Regions from separate parts of the Oryctolagus cuniculus genome. Here region 1 is linked to region 2. A link is a contact called in public Micro-C data. All regions are on one chromosome and are shown on one strand. The core of a region is the stretch at or near the end of the contact, and the rest is flanking DNA. Distances in the headings are between cores, read along the strand shown. Region 1 holds the start of C1H9orf43 (chromosome 1 C9orf43 homolog). Region 2 holds the start of SLC31A1 (solute carrier family 31 member 1).

What was found. A called contact is a pair of places that touch in the nucleus more often than the background predicts.
Region 1: a contact with region 2 is called in a Micro-C map of ear pinna, with 5 times the contacts expected there. The contact joins the promoter of C1H9orf43 here to the promoter of SLC31A1 in region 2. A contact is called at or near these places in 2 of 6 Hi-C or Micro-C datasets (ear pinna and an unstated tissue).

The regions. Positions count from the first base shown.
Region 1 is chr1:217,000,342-217,005,616 of mOryCun1.1, reverse strand. It overlaps C1H9orf43 (chromosome 1 C9orf43 homolog), which reads right to left and starts at 3,988. Exons shown (of 13, transcript XM_008273415.4): 1 at 3,837-3,988; 2 at 1,023-1,222; 3 at 765-915. The coding sequence starts at 1,173. POLE3 (DNA polymerase epsilon 3, accessory subunit) reads left to right here and starts at 4,245. Exons shown (of 5, transcript XM_070066358.1): 1 at 4,245-4,385; 2 at 4,486-4,571; 3 at 4,875-4,993. The coding sequence starts at 4,320.
Region 2 is chr1:216,825,908-216,830,770 of mOryCun1.1, reverse strand. It overlaps SLC31A1 (solute carrier family 31 member 1), which reads right to left and starts at 2,801. Exons shown (of 5, transcript XM_070055763.1): 1 at 2,642-2,801. FKBP15 (FKBP prolyl isomerase family member 15) reads left to right here and starts at 2,950. Exons shown (of 28, transcript XM_070055719.1): 1 at 2,950-3,124. The coding sequence starts at 3,072.

The sequences.
Region 1 (5,275 bases), core at 2,739-5,238, 170 kb before region 2:
ATCAAAGTTCACTCGCTATCCCCCACCCCTCACTTCTCGCTCTGCATCTCTTTCAACCAAATAAATAAATTAAAAAAAAAAATACTGCTGACACCTCAATCTTAAACTTCCAGCCTGTAGGACTGTGAAAAAATAAACGTCTGCTGTTGAAACCATGCTGTCCATTGCAGCAGCCCTACCAAACCAACATACGTCCCAGATTAGCCAACTCCTGGAACACAAGCAGCAATGCTTTCTTTTTCTGAACTAGTATTTTCCTTTCAATGCAGCTTCTCAGAGCCTACTGCATCGGTCAGGAATATCACAACCCAGAATTTTCTTTTTTTTTTTTCTTTTTTTTTTTTTTAATTTTTAATTTTTTTTTTATTTTTTTGACAGGCAGAGTGGACAGTGAGAGAGAGAGACAGAGAGAAAGGTCTTCCTTTGCCGTTGGTTCACCCTCCAATGGCCGCCGCGGCCGGCGCGCTGCGGCCGGGGCACCGCGCTGATCCGATGGCAGGAGCCAGGAGCCAGGTGCTTTTCCTGGTCTCCCATGGGGTGCAGAGCCCAAGCACCTGGGCCATCCTCCACTGCACTCCCGGGCCACAGCAGAGAGCTGGCCTGGAAGAGGGGCAACCGGGACAGAATCCGGTGCCCCGACCGGGACTAGAACCCGGTGTGCCGGCGCCGCTAGGCGGAGGATTAGCCTAGTGAGCCGCGGCGCCGGCCAACCCAGAATTTTCTGAGACAATGGGATGTTAACAGAAGATTCCGTGATACATCACCTGTCTTGAAATTTTGAGTCAAATTTTGATTCCCGAGACAATAAGGCATGAGCCTTGCTGACGGCAGATGCTGATAATGGACGACGAGCAAGTCTCTTGGCCCGGAAGCAGGAGTCTGAGATGTTTACCACCGTGAGCATGGGGAGTTTATCTGAGAAAGCAGACCAGAAGGAAACATGTAACATGCTGCCTAGAGAAAGGAAGCCGAGCATACACAGCTTAAGGACCTTGTGAGGAAGAGTCTAGATGCTAAGTTACCTTCAGGATCCACAGAGGTTTGGCATGGTGAGCCCAGGATCCGAGGATGGCCCCTCTCAATCCGGCGGAAAGATGCCCAGCATTGCGGATGCTGACAGAGAGCTAAGTTGCAGGTGGTTTCATCCCACTGGGTCTCATCTGGCAAGTCCATAGCTGTAAAAGGTTTAGGACAACGGCCAGCCCTGCAGTGTTCTACCCCTCTGGGAAATCAACAAATAATAATTAGGGAATATTACACATAAACCATGCAGTATTTGGACTCAATGCACAAAATATTTCTACTGAACTTTCATTGGTAAATGGTCATTGGATAAGTAAAGGTTGGGAAATAAACAGGCATGAAAACATCTCAGAGCGACATAAGAGTTTGGGGACGGAGTTCAGAAGGTCTCCTCCTAATTGGTCATTCATTTAATATCTGAGTGGTCTGGGACTTTAATCTGAGCCTCAGTTTCCTCGTATGTAAAATGGGGATAAGCCTATTAAACAGACATTACCAAATTAGTTAATAAATATTAAAGGCTTGACATATAGGCTAAAATAAGCATTAGCATCATTTCCAGTTCTCCTTAGTCAATGATCAGGGAGAAGGTGCCATTATCTCCAAAAGCCTTAAATTAAAACCAATGTAGTCATACAATCACTTTAGATGACTCAAACCTTGGGAAGGCAGGCTTCCTTTTCCAGTATGAGGGTACTTCAAAATGTTCATGAAAAATGGCATTAAAAGAGACGTTCTTTAGTGCAAAATCATTTTGAAATCCATGCAGAGATTCTTCAAAGTTTTTATGAAAAATGAGAACTATGAAAAAACTACACATGGGTTTGAAAATATTTTGCTCCAAAATAAACCTATCTTTTAATTCCACATTTCTGCAGACTTACCCCCATGCTGATTCCCATGCAGGCAAAATCCCAGCAATGCATGGGTTTGAACACTCAAATAGCAAATCAGTAGACTTGTAGTTGCTTCGGAGGTCATTACTTTTTCATTTACTGGCTGTAAGCATAAGGTCTTAGGCAAGTGACTTCATCTTAGCCTGTTTCCTCACGTAACGTGTGTGGTTGGGGCAGGCGGCTGGCTGTGTGTGTGTGTGTGTGTGTGTGTGCGTGTGAACCCCTAAGCAGAACTGTGGAATCGTTAAATAAGATAATACACTTGAATTGCTGGTATTATGGGTGCTCAGAATCTTCTTCCCTCTGCAGACGTTTCAGGCAATCACTACCACTCCATCCCTAATGCTTTTTAAGGACAGTGTCCACTTCTTCTTTCTTTTATCCAACATGTTTATTGACTACCAAAGATATGAGAGGGCTCGTTTGGGGCACGGAGAACACTGATAAGCAAACCATGTTCTGAACACCTTGTCAGATCAAAGACAGCGAACTATTGGCCTTGGATTGTACCCAACCTGACCTGCTTAGTTTGGCAGGCACTTTGAGCCTACCAAAAATCGAAATAGTCCCTAATATCCAGATTTCTGGCTCCTCTTACAGATCAAAACATCTGACAACACTGGGCCCAATTCCAACTACACAGCAATTGGCTGAAGCGTTCCAGCTCCTGGCATCTCTACGCCCAGTCTGCCCTAGCCAAGTACAGTAGGACCCCCACGAGGTCCTGGTCTCTAGCTCAAGTTTGGTTGCCTTTTACCATGGCATGTGCTCTGCTGTTTTTCTAATAGGGAAGTATCTCGCTCTAATCATGTATCCATCAAAAGCAAGAAAAATTTGAGACAGCATGTTTCAAGGGGAAAAAAACAACTGGATTAGTTCTCAGTGGCAGTAAGAATTTCCACATACCTAATGTGAAAGGAATACAACTTGAAGTGCCACTGCAGGAGCCGCAGTGTCGTGGGGAAAGCCGCCACCTGCAGTGCCAGCATCCCATATGGGTACCGGTTCCAGTGCCGGCTGCTCCACTTCTGATCCCGCTCCCTGCTAATGTACCTGGGACAGCAGCTGAGGATGGCTCAAATGCTCGGGCCCCTGCACCCACGTAGGGGCTCCTGGCTTCATCCTGGCCCAGCTGGGCACAGCCATTTGAGGAGTGAATCAGCAGATGGGAGATCTCCTTCGCTTTCTCTTTTATATATATATATATATATGCACATATATATATATCAAATATCTAAATCTTAAGTAGTTGGGTCCTGGCCATCCACGTGGGAGACCTGGATTGAGTTCTAGGCTCCTGGCTTCCACCTGGCTCACCACCCATTGGCCAGCATCTGGGGACTGAACCTGATGTAAGATTCCTCTCTCTCTTCCCAAATAAAAAAGATTTGTTAATTACAGAAGAGGAAGAGGAAGAAGAAGAAACCCTTGGGTATGATTTTGCCTGGGAAAGGTGTACGACACACAATGTAATGAACTAAAACTAAACGCAATTTTAACAAGGCTGTTTTAAATGGGACGATGCAGTATTTTAAAAGCGGCTGCTCCCGCCCTTTCCTGCCCAGCCCGAAATGAACCTCTAAGTCTGGTCAGGCGCATCCCGCTGTGAACAAGAGCTCAAGGGAAAAAAAAGGTAACTCCCCAAAAAAGCCTAGCTAACACCTATCCTTGGTAAGGATTAGCACAGCGCCGTGAGGGGCGGAAAGATGGATGGACATCGGCAAGCGCTGGGCTGAAGAAAGATTCCCCGCTGCGTTCTGGAACAGGAAAAACACTGTGGCTGTCGGGAGGGAGCGGTTCCGCCTCGCAGGGTCCCGGCTCCTCGGGACCACGGCAAAGATGAAACCCCGAGGGTTCCCGAAATCCAGGGGCCCAACGCAGCCCCGCCCGGCGAGGAGCTCGGCGGTAATGGCTCACCAGGCCCCGCCTCTCGTCCGGAGGGGCCCCACCCAGCCGCCTCGGCTCCACGCCTCCGTCTCCCACGCGAGGCGCGAGGCCGCTCCGTCGCCAAGCAACGGCGCAGAGCACGATGGGGCTCGGACGGAAGCCTCCGTGGGCCATACTTAGTTCGAGGCGAAAGCTCTGGACGTAGCGGGAGCGTGAAGCAGAGACACTCTTCTGAGGAAGAACGTGCGGCGTACGGTGGGCGCTGACCGAAAGATCCAGCGAGCCAAAACCGCTACGAGCGCAAAAAGTTCGGGTGCAAAGCGTCTTGAGGTGGAGAGGCGGGGCTGGCGTAGGAGGAAGGCTGGGGGCGCGGGGCACTGTGGGACACGGTGCGGCCTACGTGAGGCGGAACGGAAGCCTCGGAGGGTCAGACAGCAGCGGCGCGGGAAGTCCGGACGCTGGAGGTACCTGGGGAGGAGGCCCTAGGCTCAGACTCAGGCCTCGACCGCGGCCATGGCAGAGAGGCCCGAGGACTTAAACCTGCCCAACGCCGTAATCACCAGGATCATCAAGGAGGCGGTGAGCAGCTCGGGCTGGCGATGGGCCGGGGGCGGACGAGCGGGCAGAAGGGAAGCAGGTCCTGGGCCGGCGGCTTTGCTCACTCCCGCCGTCATCACAGCTCCCGGAAGGTGTCAACATCTCCAAGGAGGCCCGGAGCGCCATCTCACGCGCCGCCAGCGTCTTCGTGCTGTACGCCACATCGTGGTGAGCAGGACAGAGCGAGCCGGCGTCCGGCTGGGTCTAAGGCCTGGAGGGTGGGGGGGAGGCACCGGGAACCGCTGCTGGCAGTTGTGGTCTGGGACCCATGTAAACCCCCCTCCCGGGTCTTCCCGGGTCTGTTCGAACAGCAGACTTAGGTACGGGCAAGGGCAGGGTTTACGCAGGTTACGCAAACATCTGTACGGCCAAGATGTGCCTGGGTTCTCCCTTCCCACCCCTGGGTGCCCCTTTTCGCGTCCTAAAGAGGGAAGGGGGCAGCCGTTTAGAGCCCTTTTTGCTTTGTTTCAGTGCCAACAACTTCGCGATGAAAGGGAAACGCAAGACCCTGAATGCCAGCGACGTGCTGTCCGCCATGGAGGAGATGGAGTTCCAGAGGTTCGTCGCCCCGCTGAAGGAGGCCCTGGAAGGTAACGACCCCCGCGTGGCTTCTCTTCTTCTTCACTTTATTTGGAAGGCAGAGAGAGAGAGATCGTTAAACACAGCGAGATCTTCCGCCCTCCGGTTCACTCCCCAAATGCCCAGGTTAGCTATGGCCGGGCCGGGCCGGGCCGGACCCCTGCCCTTCCTCTGGGTCTTCCACGTGGGGAGCAGGGCCCCAAGTATTTGCGCCATCCAAGGTGTTCCGGCAGGAGGCTGGCTCTAAAGTGGCGGAGCCAGGACTCAAACCAGGCACTCCCGTACAGGTATGG
Region 2 (4,863 bases), core at 1,552-4,051:
CTTGGTTATCATTCTAAATTATTAATTTAAAAGGCATTCACCAGTACAGATCAGTATGCAAAAACTGTCACCTCTTGCAAAATTACTCATCATTTGAAAGGAACTATTAAAATCGCTGCCTCCAAGGGCTGGCGCTGTGGTGTAGCCAGTGAGGCTGCCGCCTGCAGTGCAGGCATCCCATATGGGCGCTAGTTGGAGTCCTGGCTGCTCCACTTCCGATCCAGCTCTCTGCTGTGGCCTTGGAAAGCAGTGTAAGATGGCCCAAGTCCTTGGGCTCCTGCATTCCTGTGGGAGAACAGGAAGAGGCTCCTGGCTTCTGGCTTCAGATTGGCCCAGCTCCAGCCATTGCAGCCATTTGGGGAGTAAACCAGCAGATGGAAGACCAATCTCTCTGCCTCTGCCTCTCTGTAACTCTGCCTTTCAAACAAATAAATTAAAAAAAAAAATGGCTGCTTCCCACTCAGTCTTCAATTCATTTTATAAACATATTAAGTAGTTGGATACTTAAAATAAACAAAAATGCGACATCAAACTTGAGGTCAGGGTTGTTATGCCTTACTTATCTTCGAATTCAAAGCGGTACTCAGTAGATGTCTAGGTTTAATCTACTTGTATGAAACGTTTCGGGAGCCTGGCCCCAGCTCAGAGTGTGTTAGAAGAAGGGTGGGACATGAACTCAGGCTTCCTGATTCCTAGTCCAATATTTCTGGTTTGAAGATATTCTCATTCAGGCGCACACAGTGCTACAGCTGCGAGCCTGAAAGCTGCGGAAGACCCACCGCCATCTCTCCCTCGTACCGCTAATGAGAATCAGCAGCTGTGCTCCCACAAGGGGACTCTGTATATGCATGCTTGTGGCGCCCAAGCCAAAAGGGCAGATTTTAGATTCCTGAGTGTCTAAGAAGGCCCCTTAAACACCCTCAATAAAAACACCTCCGCCCAAGAATGCAAGATAGGAGCTCACATCTTTCCTCGGCATTTTGTTGTTGTTTCCAGGTTTTTTAAAATTTCATTTAAGTTATACAAGTTTCATATTTCCTTGGCATTTTTAAAAGAGCACTATTCATTTGTTCAGTGCCAGAATGATGGTGGCAAGTTCTGGGAAGGAGGGGTCAGAAAGAACGATGGGACTTTCCCAGTTCATTTTTCCCTCTGAGATGTGGCAAGGGTCACATTCTACACAGAGCTACTGCAACAGGTTCCAGTTCTGGTGCCTGGATTCCAGTTGCATCATTGCTTTAACACGGTCAGCCTTCTCTGCTGTAACCATCTGAATCTCCAAAAGAAACACAAGCAACAGACCAACAGTCCTGTCCTCCGTTAAACAGAGGAATATTTACTTAACAGATTATAGTTGCATATGATATTTCTAGCTCTCCTAGCCCCCTCCCCTGGAGCTTTAGACCACAGTACAATCACCTTCAATTAACAAAGGAGACCAAGCAACGCATATGGTTCACAGCCAGTATGGCATTTTTACTTTCTGGAAGCTACCTATAAAGGGTAAGAGCCATCTCTGGGCTCTGGGTCGCAAGGGAGAAAAATCCTAAGGGAGTCAGTTAAGGAATAAGAGAACAAGGATGAATCCCCCCCCCCCCCCCCCCCGACACACACACACACTAACAGAATCAATCAGACCCTATTACGGTCAAGGAGACTTGCAATTGAGTTTTATACAAACTACAATAAAGACCAGAACAGGGGAAGTGGCAAGAGGTACAAAGTCCCTGGGGAGGGAGCTACCTACTAACCACTTCACTCCCATTTCAGGTGAGGGACATCTAGAAGCCCTGAGTGAAAAAACTCCACCCATACCCGTGGAAATGGGTGCTGCACCGGGCCACGGTCGGCTTATTCGCGCTTCGGCTAAGCCGGCCCTACCCGCCAAGAACGACACCAGGTTAACCAAAGACAGACTTGTGCAACATACAGAGATGGTGGGAACTGGAGGCGCCGGAGTAGGCAGCGACTGATGTTGACTTCGACTGTCACAGGAAGACTTAGGAAACCCCAGGCCAAGGCTGCCTCCAAAGCGTTCCCCCTCCCATCACGCAGAATACCGCAGCTCTCCCGCACCTCACCTGCGTGGAATACAGGTGACTGGCAAGGGGACTTTCCCCAAGCTGCATGCCACAGTCTAGCAATAACCACCCAGGAAGGGCACGCAGTGCGTAAGGGCTGGTGAGGTGCTCGCTCACCCATCGGCTCGCTGAGTCCGGAATCAAAGGACCAGCATCCGGCTCCGTCTCCCCCTCTAGTCTGCGTGACCTCAGGCCAGTCACTCCTCAAAAGCTTACTGTCTTCGTTCCCTTAACTGGAAATTCTCGGCTTATGGGGCGATCGGGGTTGAATTCCATGGCCTCTGTCTGAGGTTTAAAGCTTCTTGGCCAGCTAGCACATGGCAGCACTGAACAAACGACCCGTTGCATAGCCGGGGAAACTGAGGCACCGCGCACGGCGCCCCAAGGTCACTCCGGTTCTGTGGCTGCAGGGGCCAGGCCAAAGCTCAGACCTCCAGAATTCCAGTCCTGGGCTCGTTCTCCGCCGAGCTCAGGAGAGAGGCGCGGAGGGTCCTTGGCCAGGACAGGAAAGGACGGTGCCCATGATAGGGTTGTAAGAGAGGGGGTAGAGGAGGCCTTACCTTCCCAGGTCGGGTCCCGCCACCGAAGCCTCCTTCTCAGAACCTTAACCCGTCACCCCTCACGACTCCTCACAAGCCCCCTCCACTTCTGCCCGGCTCGACGTGTCCACCGCTGCCACAGAGGCCGCGGATTCCCGCCCCTGCCCCGCCCCCCGGCCTCTCTGACCAATCCCGGCGCGAGACTTCCGAACTCCGCCCTCCGTGCGGGCTGGAGAGGCCTTACGTCACGAGACGCTCGTGCTCACTGGAACCTTTCATTTGCCTTTGCCCCACCTTCCCCAGAGTCTAGTCTCCTCTCGGCCAAGTAACCGTGCGAGAGTTCGCCCTGCCGGAAAGCAGCACGCCCCCGCGGCATTTTGCGACATCAGTGGTGACAGGACTTAGGAGTATTCGGCTTGCTCTCCGAGATAGCTGGGAGAAAGCCGACGCGATGTTCGGTGCCGGGGACGAGGACGATACTGACTTCCTGTCGCCCACCGGCGGGTGAGTGGCTGAGAAGCATGCACCAGAGGACATGGCTGAGAGAGACCGGCGGATGGTTGGAGGGGCTTGAGCTCGGGCCTCTTGCCCACTTCCGGGTCCAGAGGTTTGCCACATTACGGTCCTCTGCACGTCTCTGAATCTGGGCAGAGATTACAGCTGTGCTGAGTCTGTCGATCTGGGTTCTGGACTGGACAACTCCCTCGACACAATCATGACCCTGGGGTTCGCCTTTTGCTTTCTGGGTCATAGTTGTTCCAGTGAACTGAGGGTGTTGATGAGCCTGCCTGCCTCGCAGGAGTCAGCTGGGGACAACATGAGACGTTCCATTCCCCGTGGACAAGGCAGTGCCACTTTGGACCTAGGCTCTGGGTGATTCAGAGCCAGCATTTTTCAAAGCCTAGCTTGGATGTCATTTTTTGGTGTGTGTGTGTGTGTGCTTTCCTTTCTCCGCAGAAGGCAGGATGACTTGCTCTCTCTTCCTTATTCCCACGGCGGGGCGTGTTTGTATCTAGCTTTGCACACCGAACCTACCAGATTCTGAGCCCTGACAGGACAGAAACCTGCATGTGGAGTTCGTCCCTGTCGAGCGCTCAGCGTGGTACCTGGCGTAGTGAGTGCTTAGGCAGTGCTTGTTGAACGAATTCTGGTGGTGGATTTGCGCTTAGTAAACCCTGAAGTTTAAAGCGAATGGGAGGAGACTGTGGTTGTTATCCCCTGTCTGCAAACATTATATACACCCATGGGGTAGAAACCTTCAAAGGATAGGGCGTTAATCTCTTTAAATAGTCAGTGTAGCTCTTTTCCTTGTGTTAGCAGTGGGCACCTTGCTTTGTGGGCGACCAAGCTCTAATCCTTGCAGGGACTTTGTCTGAACACCTGCTCAAGAAGTTTTGTGCGTGTTGAATGTCCTGAAGAACGGTGAATGAATGCCCCAGCATGCATCCCTCATTCTCCTGAATGCTAAAAGGTTCCAATGACGATTAAGTCACCGGGCCTGCCCTCATTTTGCAGACCTATTGGAGAGTTCAATCCATGAGTGACCATAAAATGGCTCTATTTTGGCCTTAAGTGATATCTTTTGGGCAAACATTGGGTGTTAGTGGTTCAGACACTGCTTGGGATGAGCTTATCCCGGATCAGAGGGCCTGGTTTGATTCCAGCTTCCTGCTTGTGTGCGCCTGGGGAGGCTGCCCGTGAGGCTCAAGTCAAGGAGCTGGGTCCCTGCCACCCACGTGGGCGACCTGGATCGGGTTGCTGAGGCTGTTGTGGGCATTTAGAGGAGTGAACCAGTAGATGAAAGTGCAGGCTCTCACTCTCTCCCTATCTCCCTCCCTCCCTTCCTTCCTTTCAAATAAATAAAATGAATGTAAAAATGTTCACGAGATCTTTTGACACTCACTGACTAACTCTGTATTATGTATCTTTAAGTTTTGTCACCCTCAACATTCCCTGCCACCCTGTCCCCCTGCTGTCTGCAGCCACCTGGTTCCACTTTCAATTCTTTCAGTTGCTCATTTTAGAGTTAAGCAGTGCTTGTTTCTTTCTTCCTGTTATACCCAAATCATTTGCAGCTTCCCTGCATGCATTGGGTCTTTTGAAAACTTTTTGAATGTGAAATGCACTTAAAATCTGCATTCTTTGCTTTGTGAAAAGGAACACTAGGGCTTCCAACTCTCATCCATCGGAACTCCACTGCTTAATGAAAATTACAGGGTAGATGACAGTCAGGTGCTCTTTTG